Regions from separate parts of the Gossypium hirsutum genome. Here regions 2 and 3 are each linked to region 1. Evidence: chromatin contacts called from public Hi-C data. All regions are on one chromosome and are shown on one strand. Each heading gives the region's core, a stretch centred on a gene start, on an enhancer-like site or on the middle of the called end of the contact. The rest is flanking DNA. Distances are from core to core; before and after follow the strand shown.

The links. A called contact is a pair of places that touch in the nucleus more often than the background predicts.
Region 2: a Hi-C map of leaf shows a contact between it and region 1, with 2.0 times the contacts expected there. The contact joins the promoter of LOC107889945 here to the promoter of LOC107888832 in region 1. A contact is called at or near these places in 9 of 34 Hi-C or Micro-C datasets (callus, hypocotyl, leaf and 1 more).
Region 3: a Hi-C map of leaf shows a contact between it and region 1, with 2.6 times the contacts expected there. The contact joins the promoter of LOC107888751 here to the promoter of LOC107888832 in region 1. A contact is called at or near these places in 5 of 34 Hi-C or Micro-C datasets (all in leaf).

Annotation. Positions count from the first base shown.
Region 1 is chrA09:17,151,488-17,156,565 of Gossypium_hirsutum_v2.1, reverse strand. It overlaps LOC107888832, which reads right to left and starts at 1,609. Exons shown (of 8, transcript XM_016813066.2): 1 at 1,378-1,609; 2 at 1,234-1,274; 3 at 99-156. The coding sequence starts at 1,471.
Region 2 is chrA09:16,878,342-16,882,807 of Gossypium_hirsutum_v2.1, reverse strand. It overlaps LOC107889945 (receptor kinase-like protein Xa21), which reads left to right and starts at 2,780. Exons shown (of 6, transcript XM_041076126.1): 1 at 2,780-2,969; 2 at 4,371-4,466. The coding sequence starts at 2,780. LOC121203265 (a long non-coding RNA gene) reads left to right here and starts at 853. Exons shown (of 2, transcript XR_005901895.1): 1 at 853-1,292; 2 at 1,722-2,139.
Region 3 is chrA09:16,708,690-16,713,203 of Gossypium_hirsutum_v2.1, reverse strand. LOC107888751 reads right to left here and starts at 3,132. Exons shown (of 8, transcript XM_016812942.2): 1 at 2,740-3,132; 2 at 2,539-2,654; 3 at 2,160-2,213; 4 at 2,013-2,037; 5 at 1,159-1,325; 6 at 963-1,032; 7 at 454-552. The coding sequence starts at 2,943. It overlaps LOC107888752 (mitochondrial import receptor subunit TOM20), which reads right to left. Exons shown (of 6, transcript XM_016812944.2): 6 at 4,238-4,514. The coding sequence ends at 4,492.

The DNA.
Region 1 (5,078 bases), core at 360-2,859:
ATGTAAAAGATAAACATGGGTTACATTTTACAATTGTAGGATCATGTAAGCTTAAAATTATTCCAATCGTAATTCATGATATAGAAAGACAAACTTACCAATACCCATCTCCAAAAGTATCTCTTCCTGAACTGCCGTGGTAACAGCAACCGGTTCCTACAGAAGGATTTGTAAATCTTTAAATGGGGTTAAGACACTTAAAAATAATCAACATTCCTTATGATACTACAAAGGCCATATCTAAATTCTGAAGTCTTACTTTCATGTCCACAAGTACAACTCAAACGGAAGTACTAAATGACAAATGACAACAGTCTAAAAGCATAGTGTTAACGCATGATCAAAATCAGTTTACATAATAAAAAAGGAACATATTTAAACCAACATAACGAACTAGAGGTATGCTTGGTTGGGTGAAAAAGTGGAAGTAGAGAAGGAGGGAATGGACAAGTGGAAAGAAAAGAAATTTTGAGTATGCTTGGTAGGGAAGAAAAATGAGAGGAAAGAAAAATAGAACAAATGATCATTTTCCATCCTAATGCATAAAAACCAATCATTCCAAATTGGAATGACAAGAGGAGAGGAAATGAGCAGTGTACCTAAGTTCAAAGCTATGCATTTTTCAAAAGTTTCATTTTTTTTCATCTCATTTTTTAAACTCTACCAAGCAGTAGAAAGAAACAATATGTGATTTTCTTTCAATTTTTCCACCTTTCCCTACCAAGCTTCTTTATGGAAAGAAAATTTATATTTTCCATCTTTCTACTTTTCCACCCTTTCGATTTTCCATCTTTCCAATTTTCTTCCCACCCAACCAAGCAAAGCCTAAAAGAATTTTGTTAAAATACAAAGCCATTTGCATAATTATTATTCGATCACACATTCAGGCTCACATGAAAATCTTGTCGACCATGTTGATCAATAATAAATTTACATGGAAGATCAAGTAGTTTGAAAATAATCCATGTCATCATTAGAACAATATTATCAATTTCCACCTATACTAGTCATATATTATAAAAAATAGAGAGACCAAATTATGTAAAATGAAAGTAGAAGCATAGAATACTAAATTTTGACATAGTAAAGGGATCAAAAACAGAATTAGACCAATCATAAACGAAGCATTCTCCTCAAAAGTGAATTTATGTATCCAGCTGAAGCTCTCAAGCCCTTAATTCCTAACCACAGAAACTAAAAGCAAATTTTAAATAAATAAATAAATAAACCAACCTGCTTGTCATTCACAGCGTCTACAATCCTCTTCTTAAAGTCTTCCAAGATAAGGAGAATGTTACTACTCACGAGGATGGAAAAAAAAAGGAGAAACGAAGGCAATTAAAAAGTAGAGGAAATGAAAGAAAACATGGAAAATACCTGGCTGGGAAATAAGAAGAGAGAATCGATCAAATAGATATGACAATTGCTCCCTTGATAATGTCCCGTATTTCTGCAACTGGGTATTCGCCATTGATAAATAAAATTCAAGGAAATGAGATATGCAAATGAAAAAAAAAAAGGAAAAAGGTATGCCTTCTAAAACTAGAGGACAGGCGAATCAACAAGGTCCTTTTCTCATTACTGTACAGTTACAAAGTTACCCTCTTTTAGATTAAGTTCCATCTGGAGGGAGTTATTCAGCTTTGCTCATCAGCCCGGCCCGCTTTGGATCAGATTTGGACCTAGATTTCAGTCCCGAGCCGATTTCTATAAATATTTAAGGTTTAATTGAATAGAGGTAGTCCGTAAATATTTATATTTTTTAATTTCAAAAAAAATATTCATGTTTTTTTTGTTGGGTACTTAAAATTTATTTCGTAATTAATGTTGGCCATTACTATTACATTCATTTTTTAAAAAAATTCAGAATGAATCAAGAAGCACCACAACACCACACCATTAAAATCTAATTAAATAAAAATAATTATATTAATAAATAAAAATATTGGGCAAATTGTCAATAAAAGCCTCTTTTTTTTTAAATTTACCGAAATGGGCCAGGTCAGAAATAATTTACCGGAATGGGCCAGCTTTTACAGAACGCGTCCATATCAGTGCGTTGTCAAGGGAAAAAGCAGAAAAACGCTTCCTCAAGGAAGCGCTTTGCCTACGTGGATAGAAAACGCTTCCTTGAGGGCGCGCTTTTTGTCCACGTAGGCAAAGCGCTTCCTTGAGGAAGCATTTTCCCCGTGTTTGAACAGTAGTAACGGCTACTTTTTTTACCGTTGGTAACCCCCCCAACGGTAAAAGAAAAACTACAAAATCCCCCACCCCTTTCATTTTTTTCACAGTTAAATACTTTCAATCTTCAATCTTTCAATATTCTCTCAAATTTCTCTCAAATCTCTCAAATTTCTCTTAAATTCCTCTCAAAACTCTCGTTAATTTTTTCAAAAAAGCTCTAATTTTATTTTTTCTAAATTTATTTTTTAAAATAAAAAAATTTGATCGTGTTAGCAATGGCCGGAGAATTAATTCGCTTTAATGATAAACACATATCCGTCGAACAAATGCAAATGGTAAGTGTTAAATTTAATATTTAAATATTATTTAAGATTTCTGTCATTTATGCAAATTTAAATAATTTTTATTTTATTATTTCTTATAAAAGTCTGTAGATCGGATATTGCAATGCAATATCCGTAACATGACTGGTCCTCCATCACCGTTGATAGAGGATTGCCTACGGGAAGCGGGTTTTTGGCACGTGGCGATGATAGACCGGGGGTGCAAGTTGGACCCGAAACTTATTAGTGCGTTGATAGAAAGGTGGAGACTCGAGACGCACACATTTCATCTTCCATGTGGAGAGTGCACTATCACTTTGGAAGACGTGCATTTGCAATTAGGATTGCCGGTGGACGGGGACGTAGTCACTGGGTCCGTTCATTTTGCTGATTGGGGAGCGGTATGCTATGAGCTTTTGGGTGCTATTTCGGATAATATTAAAGGAGGTCGGATCGAGATAGGCTGGTTACGAGACACATTTCCGGAGCCAGATGATGATTCTACTGAACTAGAAAAAAATCGATATGCGCGAGCATACATTCTTCAGATAATTGGAGGTTATCTGATGCCGGACTTGTCACGAAACCTTGTACATTTGAGATGGCTGCTGAAACTCGTTGATTTTAGAGCAGCTGGTGAATTTAGTTGGGGGTCTGCCGTGTTGGCAACACTGTACCGGGAGATGTCCGGGGCTACGCGACCGAATAAAGCGAAAATCGAAGGTTGCCTATCACTACTGCAATCATGGGCACGGTTTCGCTTTCCATTTTTACGTCCTCGAGTGGATCACCCATATACATTCCCACTCATAATGAGGTAAATTTTATATTAGATTTTACAATTATTACGTAGATTTAAAATATAATCATATGCTAAAAATTTATTTAATTAGGTGGAACCATTCGGCAAGTTATGCTCGATTACCTACCTGTCTTGAAGGTATACGGCTTCTATTAGAGCAACGGTCAGAAGCACAAGTAAGTATTAAAAATATATATATACATACATAATAAAATAGTGGATTCGTATTTAGTATTTAGTATTTAGTATTTTTTATTTAACTAATATTTCCATCATTTTTATATAGTTTCAATGGACACCATACGAGGATCCGGCAATTCGGGCAGTAATTCCGGATGAATACTTGCAAAATCCGAACGCTTGGCACGTGAAGGTCCCATTGGTCAACTTTGCTATTGTGGAGATGCAGCAATCAGACAGAGTATTACGGCAATTTGGATTCCGACAACTGATTCCTGTGGCACCTGAGGTGTTGGATGATCATTACAAAATCGACTTACGGCAATTGCATACGGATTGGCCGAGATTCTGGTCACACTATATCCAAATGTGGAAAGATCGGTATGATTATATACCTACTCGGGAACCGATCATCGTTCTAGAGTTGGCGTGCATGCCGAAATACATGCCATGGTTTAGGATCTATGGCAAGCCATATTTACTGTCAGAAGAGGAGAGGCAGCGGCAATTGCGTGTCCAAAGGGAACGACGTGGCCCTTTAAATCCTTGAAGAAAGGACGACGACGCAGGCCCATCAACGGCACCCACACAATCACCCGGCCCAGCAACAGGACCTACACAGTCACCGGGCCCAACAGTTCAACCGTCGACACCCACAGCACAGCCTCTTCAGATGATACCAGGTACGTATCCTAGCCCTTTTATGTATCCTAGCCCTTATATGTTTCCTTTTTCTAGTCCTATGGCAGGTTGGAATGCATGGCCCGGTTCATCTCCATTTTCGATTACTCCGAGTGGACCGTTGATCTATAGGCAGCCGTCGCGCGAGGGATCGCAGGAGGGGTCGTCGGGGAGCTCTTTTTTTTACCAATCCCCATCACCTTATGGGTTTCAAACACCTCCGCCATTAATATGCAAACACCTCCACAGTCACTATTCTATCAAGGCGGGTCATCCTCCCAACACCCACAACCAAAATCCTCGCCGGAGCAAGCACAACCCCCGCCGGAAGCTGGACAAAGGAGGAATCCAACGCGTAACCGTCGACGACCTCCATGTGGCACTGAATCCGACCGGCTCAGACATTGATTTTTATTTTAATATATTTGTACAAACATTTTGAATCTTTTTATATTATTTCATGTAATTAGATAAAAGGTTGTTTTAAATAAAGTAATTGTAATTTACTTTTATATTTTTAATAAAATGGAAATTATTTTAAATAAGACAACATTTTGAATATTTTTATATTATTTCATGTAATTAGATAAAAGGTTGTTTTAAATAAAGTAATTGTAATTTACTTTTATATTTTTAATAAAATGGAAATTATTTTAAATAAGACAACATTTTGAATATTTTTATATTATTTCATGTAATTAGATAAAAGGTTGTTTTAAATAAAGTAATTGTAATTTACTTTTATATTTTTAATAAAATGGAAATTATTTTAAATAAGGCAACATTTTGAATATTTGTATATTATTTCATGTGATAATATAAAAGGTTGTTTTAAATAAAGTAATTATAATTTACTTTTATATTTTTAATAAAATGAAAATTATTTTAAATAAAGCAATATTTTGAAT
Region 2 (4,466 bases), core at 1,531-4,030, 270 kb after region 1:
TGAATATTTTTATAGTTTTCTCTATATATTACATACCACAATAAATTAAATATCTTAAACATGTAAAACACGCATAACAAATTTAATACACGGTTAAGATACAGTTAATTAGCTCAGATCATTACTTTCGGTTTTTGCTTAAATACATGTCTGAGTGGGTTATAATTGTTAGTGTGTCAAGAAATGTAACTTGAGAAATGAACATAAGTGACTAAAATGTAACTGCTCAGAATTTATGCTTTACTTTTAATATATAGATTTATATATTATAGTCCTTTGTTTCTTTATTCCTATTTCAAGTAAGTATTCATGCTTCAATCAAAATAAACATAAAACTTGATACCACTGTCGAAACCCTTTTTATTTTGAAAACAATAGGGATCGACTTTTGAAAACAAAAATGTGGAGTCGCCACCAATCTCTTGATTTAGGTGTGATTGGGCCACCTACTAAAACGTTTTATTCCATGAAAAATAAATTTGGTTCATGTAAAATAAAAAAATGGGTTCGGGAGTCGGTTACGCATGAGGAAGGGTTAGCACCCTCATTACGCCCAAGAATTGGTACCAAATTGATTTGATGTTGTTCTTATACCAAAAGGTTTTTTTTTAAAGAAAAGATTTTTTAAAGTATGATTCTTTTAAAAATGTTTAAAAAGTTCAAATTAGCAGTCAAAATTCTCTTGTTTCAAGGATATGCAGTATCATACCCAACACGATTGGATACAATCCTTTATACCTTTAAAAATACATAATTGAAACAAAATTGAAACAGGAGAAACAACTTATAAATAAGATAATTGCGAAGTAAGATCAATGTGCAATTTGCGACAATGCGCGAGGATTATAATTGGAAATATCCCGTGCCCACAATGCTGTACTGAAACGCAGATCAAAGTGAAAAAGTGCACAAATTAGAAGGCCAAATTTTAAAAAACAAGGTAAACCAATTGGGCGTAAATTGAAGGCTCGCGCGAGAGGAAGGACCTAACGCGCAAATCTTCTATTTAAAGGGAGAAGGCGCAGATCCGGGTACCCAATGCGCGAATCCTCAAAGCTTGGAACGACGCCATTTTTGAAACCCCCTTAAACCCCCATTTGGATTTCCTTTCTCATATTGCTTTAACTCAGCTGACTTTCTTTTCCTTTTTTAAAACCAAAACCCTTGAAATCAATCAATTAGGGCTCCATTAGCACGCATCCGTCGAACCACCATCATTTGGTGACCAGCCGCATGCAAACACCGCCCCGATTATGCCATTGACGGTGCTTGACTACACCTTAAAAGATTTAGTAAGTAATTTCTTTCCCCTTTTTCGTTTATTTGAAAAATAAAATTCCAATCTTATGCGGTTTTTAACAAAACTAAAAAAGGTTCATGAATCAAAGAAAATTTCTACGCTAATCAACCCCTCGCTCTTGCCTCTGTATTTTGAGGTTTCTGGCTCTCATTGATGTTGATTTTCACACTAAAAACCAGCCAACAAAAAAAAAGAAAATAAATTAAATAGAGGGCATAAAACTTGAAATCACCTTTTCTACAAAATCTTTTTTTCTATTCTTTATGCGTGCGCTTGCGTATATTGTGTGTCAATTTTTTTGGAGTACATTCAACGACTTTTATAGCCGGATTTACAGAATAAAGTAAAAAATAAAATTACATTTTCATTGCTGTCACCTTCTGTAAATTTGGTTCTCTCTCTTCTCGTGTGTTCTTTGCAGGAACGGCCGTACGGAGGAACGACCCTGATGACGTGGAGGCCGAGCGTGGGGATTTCTAGTGAGAAGATGACCTTCTGGTGCCATTCTGGCTTACTCCAGAAGCTTCTGGCTTTCTCAGGCTGCTGAGTTTCCTTTTGGGTGTATTGGGCCTCGGGTTTGGGTTATTAGAATTAGGTTTTAGGATTTATTTAATTGGGTCAAATTTTATGTAACTGGGTTAAGTTTATATTAAGGGATTTTGGGTTTAAGTTAGTTTTTGCCCAAATATTTGTAATCGGACATTGGACTTCTGATTTTGGGTTCTTTATTTGTGTGTGTGTGTTTTTTTTTTGGTTTTTAATTTCTATTTTGTATTCTAATTGGCCCGGGCAAAATGGGCCTATTACAACCACGACAGAAACAGGCAGTTCTAGTTTAAGCAATGCTCATTTATTTCTAACAAAGACCAAGATGCTTGACTCGTCTTAATGAAAAGCTTGACCCATTACCTTATTTAAGCACTGCTTTAAATATACTTTCCTAATAGCCATACAATTTCATTGAAACCCACTGCCATCAACATGTTTAAATTTCATTTTCTTTCATCTGCTTTAATGCTGATTCACTGTTTCATGGTTAGCTACGCCATGATTGAGGAACCTCACCACCGATCAACATGCTCTTCTTGCAGTTAAACACCAAATCATTATTGATCCTTACAACATCTTAGCCGACAACTGGACCACCAATTACCCTGCCTGTAATTGGGCTGGTGTCTCTTGCGCTGCTAAGCACACGAGAGTTAGAGCTTTGAATCTCTTCAACATGAATCTTACCGGAACGATCCCTCCGCAATTAGGAAACCTGTCGTTCTTAGTCTCTCTTAATTTGAGTCACAACAATTTCCATGATCATTTACCGAGGGAGTTGGGGCAATTGAGTCGTTTGAAGCTCATTGATTTAAGCTCCAATTTCCTAAATGGTGAAATACCATCCTGTTTTGGAAGGTTGGATAAGGTTTTACACTTGATTCTTGCAAATAATAATTTTACAGGTGAAACCCTCCATCCATAACTAACATGTCCAACTTGGAGAACTTGGACTTGAGGAACAATCTCGTTCATGGAAACATTCCATACGAGATGAGTAAACTTATGAAGCTGAGGACACTTCGTCTGGCTAAAAACCAACTTTCTGGTTCCATTCCTGCTGCCATTTATAATATTTCCGCCTTGCGGATGATTTCTCTACCATACAATAATCTATCTGGTAGTTTACCAAAAAAAATATGTCATCATCTTCTAAATCTTGAGGCACTTTACCTGTATGAAAATGAGTTTTCAGGTCAAATTCCAACAAGTATTGGAGAGTGCAAGAATCTTCGACAGTTAATCTTGGACACCAATAGATTCAATGGTAGAATTCCAACAAGTATCGGGAATCTAACAGCGCTTACCGATCTATACTAGTTTGCAAATGATTTGGGAGGTAAGGCTTTTTCCTTGCATATTTTCTTCAGTCCAAATAAATTTTGATTTTTGTTCTCATAAAAATAAAATTTTCGTAAACATGGAAATTAACAATCCAAATTTTAAACAAGCGCTCTAGCTGCGATTTCATTATTCTGTATAAAGATTTAATATTAAATTAAACTATTAAAATAACTTAAAATTTAATCTGTAATTAATTATTCAAAATAAAAGCAAAGATAAATCCTGATTTGATTGTTTTTGTTTGATACAATAGACTTGAAACATAGAGTCTTAATTCGATTGGTAGGGTATTATTATCAATATAAGAGATGTAGGTTCGAGTTCCCTAAAGTGCATTATCCTCCATAACCTATTTATGGGTTGAGGAGTGATTATGGGTAGTTTTGGACATTATGTAAAAAAAAATAGATATAATCAAAATACTAACCTTAATATATTAATTACTAAATATGGTTATTTAATCAATTGAAAGGAAAAAACAATAAAAGAAGGAAGGATTATAATCCAAAGACAAAATTAACAAGCTTTTAAACTAAGTCATTTCTTAGCCTTTATTTTCACTCTTTTTCCTTAGGGCTAAAAATGAAAATAAACCATGGCGTTTGAATGATTTTTAGTCCAAAAATTAAAAAATTAGAAATTCTATTTTTTATTTAATTTTTATGATATAAAAATAAATATTCTATATTTGGAATTACAAAAATAACTCAAAATACTATATAAAAATTTTTTTCACAAAAATTATAAGAATTATTAATTTGGATTTTTTATTTTTATTTAGAATTATTTATGAAAAACTTTGAAATTTTATCAAATAACCTCTAAAAACTAAAAAAAAAGAAAAGAAAAGAAAGAAAGTCTATTAAATCCAAAAACCTAAAACCCATTAAAAGGATCAAATCGCATTATCACAAATAATTCAAAAAAAATCCAAAAAACCTCAACCAAATTCCAACCAAACACAACCCTACTTTCACTTTTGCAATTTATACTCTTTTTTTTCTAGAATCATTTATATTCGTTTTACTATCTATAAAAAGGTAATTCTTTCAAGATTCATATCTGCCACTAAATTAGAAATTTGATCTCAATTTAATAGCTTTGTAATTATTACTGCAATATTTAGAAAAACTGTTAGCTTTATTATAATACTAAATTGTTGCTTTTTAATATTTAGGTGAAATTCCATGGGAAATTGGAAAGCTTGAGAAGTTGGAGTATCTTCACGTAGAATATATGCGACTTGATGGTTCAATCCCAGCTTCCATCTTTA
Region 3 (4,514 bases), core at 1,883-4,382, 440 kb after region 1:
CTATCCATTATCCGAATCTGTTTTACTTTGCTATCCAAATCCGCTTTATTTTATAGGATAATAAATTCTGACTCGGATATCCAAATCCAGTATCCACTTTACTTTTTTAAGTTTTATTTTAAAAGTTTTTAGACTTATTAAGTTTGGATTTGGATATCTGGCAGATAATTTAATTAATTAGGATTTAGATGTAAATACTTGGCTTCAATTCAAATAATAAATGGATTCAAATTTTAAAGCAAATTTGTGGATTCCAATTTAGATTTTACAAATGTCCAACCTGTTGTCATCCCTACTCATAAAATTCTAAGATACCACAAAAAGCTCTGGTAATAACTAGGTCACTGTTAAAAAAGAACTATATTTGTAACAAAAGCAGGATTTTTTAGGTTATAGAAAGATAACACGGTCCAATTCATTCATCTTACTTGACTCAGGAATACTCAGTTATACCTTTCCAAGCCTTACAATTTTGGGAGAAGCCCTAGTCATGTCAACAACAGTAGAAGGATCAGCAACTCTTATGCCGCCATCAACGACAAAATCAAGACCCTAAGGTAGAAATACAGCTCAATTGTGAGGAAAACACGATCTAGAATAGTACTGATGGAAGCCTCAAATACAACTCTTAACTATTCATTCTACTTTCCAACCAAAAGATTTGGAGGGTAAAATGTTGAGTAGCCGCAGATAAGGTGTAAGCAACAAGTGCTATGAAACAAAATATATAATTTAACTGGCTCCATTCTATTTTCACTTCTCCAAATTATATTTGCATGACATAGACATATGAACTTGATATTAAAATCAAAAGTACAACATTCTAGGTGGTTCATTAAAGAGGGATCCAAGAAAGTTTATTGCTCTCCGAGCATAATTTGTCTGGAAAGTAGTAGATACTGCCATAGCTCAAGGTGAGATTTTAACCTTGTATGATAAATTGAACCAGGCAAAGTTCATACCTCTGCTCCATATATATCAGCTATCACAACTGGATCTATCATCCACTCATTTTCTTTTGGCCACTTGACACTAGCAAAAGGGAACAAGACATTAAGTATAAAATCATAAAGAACATAGAGAATAAAAAGCAGGAGCCATATAATTAGTTTGGTTTATCCACTGGCCTATTAATGTTTGCAGCTTCAGTATACCAACCTTGTGGATATTAAAGGTGCATCCATCTTTTCTAATATTGCTTGACATATAGCATCATCGGGCATACGAACACCTACATTTTTCCTTGCAGAATATTTTGCTGTAGTTGTGCCATACCTCACACATTGTTTTGGCAACTCTTTGCTAGCAGTTAAGATGAAAGTATACTGTTTCCACAGAAATTTTGTTGCAAGTTAAAAATATATTCAGAATAAATTGTGGAACCTATTGCCCACAAATATTCCACTTCATGACCCTGCAATCTAACATGCAGACACGCAAGGAGAACATATTTAGCCAAAAAGGTCATAGGTTCATAAGAGTTCATCATGTTTGAAATCCCACTATGATGTGTTCATTGATTAGCCAACCATGGGGAAGCAGGAAGATAATAAACATTAAAGCCATTAAGACTAAGTGCAGAACAAGAAGAATTTCTGCAAAGAAGCCACAATAAGTGGATCCTACACCTCATCTTAACAATAAATAACAAAGCATTCCTTCTATTCTGGCTCTGTTATGCCACCAATGGCTACTTAAGGTTCCTTCTGCTAACAATAATAACAAGAATAAGACAAAGAACATTCTTACAGGCCCAGGCAAGCAATGCTTAACAGCTCGAAAAATATTCGCATGACCTTGGCCATCACCACGAGGGAACCCCGTCGTATAAGTGTCAATGTCTCAAAGAGAGCGGCATAAAATACTAAGTGGCTGCACAAAGCCATAATCAGTAAAAAGGACATGAAAAAAGCAAAAATAGATGCATGGAAAATTTTGGTACTTCGCTTCTGATTTGAAAAAAGCGCCCAAAAGCGATGTTAGCATCAAGTTTGATAGGTATTGAAATTTACCTTGGAAGGTTCAATGTTTTTTATTCTGCAATAGGAGAATATACAACAGCTTTTATCAGCTAAAGATTGAACTCAGATAAAGGTTTAAACCTATAAAATTAGTATAAAAAAATAAAATAAAAAGGAAAATTGCTACCTGTAACCTACCTTCGAAGACGTTCAATAGCTGAATGGCTTTTCAAATGACAAACTATAGCATACCTACATATGAACAAAGCAACATTAAATTGAAATTAAGAAATTTCAAAAGGACGTTGTAAGGCCCTGTTTTGACCCTTAATTTTTCACATTGTGTTAATTGCTTCAATTAAAAAAACAATCAAACCTAAAAGTACTAAACTGCAACACGTTCAAATGTACTAACCATTTCAGTCAAAAGTAAATGATGCAAAATTTTCCTTTTTAACAGAACACTAAATTTTGATGTTTTCATTATATTTTTTACATCGAAACATGGTTTTCGCTTCTAGAAACCAAAAATAAAAGTAAAAGAAATAATAAGAGAAGTAATGTTGATAGCTCTTACACAGTATCAGTAGGAATAACACCAACAGCTCCTTGGTTTAAAAGTTCAATTACAGGTTCAAGTTTCCAGTTTTCAGTTCCCGAAGGATCGACTTCCACGTAAACCAAATCATCTATCTGTCAATTTCAATTTCTTCAATTTTCTTTTTCACTTTAGTTTTTTACAGATCATAAACATGACTAAATTGAGAAGAAATTAGACCTTGGAAACGCGAGGAGCAGAGTACTTGAGACGTTTCGGACTCCTTTTAGCCGCCATAGCTAAGACGCGAAGCCTAGTGAGTTTAGCACAGTCGAGGCGGACACGGGTGGGATACGACACCGCACGCGGCGGAGCGAGTGCGAAAAAGTGGCGAAAGGAAAGGGAGTGAGTGGATTGGGTAGGGAACAGTTTCGTTCCCGCCATTTGCAGGAGGCACGAATGAATGCTTTAGTTTTATCTGGAATTGAGAAGAGGTTTCAAAAAGCAGTTAAGAATGATGATGAATCAACTGTTTTTGGTTCACATTTTATAGAGATCAGCCAAGTATGACCGGAAGCAGCAAGAAATTTCGATTTATTTTATTTATTGCCACAATATAGGCCTAAATAAACCCAACTTCTATTAAAATGATCTTAGGCCCGTATGACGGTTGTTTTCCATCCAAATCCACCAAGCCACTACAATTTACAATAATTAAAGAAATTATCAGCTGAAAAGCTAATCTAAATTAGAACTGATATGATATTCACTCCAATATCTAAATTTGCAAAAACCACAAATATTAAATTCACACTATCCACTCTTATCCTTCAATTATCTAAAACTCTGGTTAAATACCATCCTTTAAAAACAATTCTCAATTGGGTAAATATACATTTGGTATATGAATTTGATTTCAAGGTTTAAATTAGTATCTAAAGGTTTTTTTTTGTCCAATTAGTTATCTAACTTGAACTCAAGATTCAATTTAGTACCTAAACTCCTTTTCTTTTCTTTTTTTTTTTGTCAAATTAACTACCTGGTACCTAAACATTTCTTTTTGTCAAATTAAGTTACCTAAACTTGGCTTTTTGGTTTAAACATATGCTTAAGAACTAGTTATCTAGTTCAAATTGGTTCAAATAAATCATTTATTGTAACTATTAATTTAGACCAGAAAGCCAAGTTCATGTACCCATTTAGACCAAATTAAACTTTAAGTATCAAATTGAACCTTGAAGCTAAATTCAATTAGGTACCTAAACTTGGCCTCAAGACTCAATTTGGTACCCAAAATTCCCTTCTTTTTTATTTTTTTTTGTCAAATTAAGTACTTAAACTTGCCTTTTTAGTTAAGATATATGTTAAAAACTAGCTACATAGTTCAAATTGGTTCAAATAAATCATTTATTGTAACTATTAGTTTGGACCAAAAAGCCAAGTTCAATTACCAATTTAAACCATAAATGCCAAGTTCATATATCTAATTGGACTAGATTAAATTTTAAGTACCAAATTGAACCTTAAAGCTAAATTCAAATACCTAACTGAACCCAAAAAGAAAAACTTAAAGTACCAATTTAGATCTTAAAGCCAAATTCAGGTAGCAAAATGTATATCTGCCCTTCTCAATTCAATCCAAAGATCCTTCTAATATTGTTTTTTTTTTAATATACAAAAAGAATCACTTTTCCCTATTGACAAATTTGAACAAAAACAAAAAGTATAGATTCGAATAAATAATCAACAGAAAAATTTTTCATGTTAATAATCACTCAACTATTCTCCAAATAAAGCAATTGTACTGTAAATGACTAGTGTTCAAGCATTAGCCGAGAAGCACGAATAAGGTCAAAAAAACTAAACTAACGTAAATTAGGGCTGTTTGAATCAATGCAAACAGCATTTAGATGTCGGGGCGTTGCTTGCATCCTGTGATTATCGTGGTGGTAGTGGTGGCAGCTGTGAAGATGGTATCTGAGATTTTGCAAATCAAACCCATGCAACAATGCCAA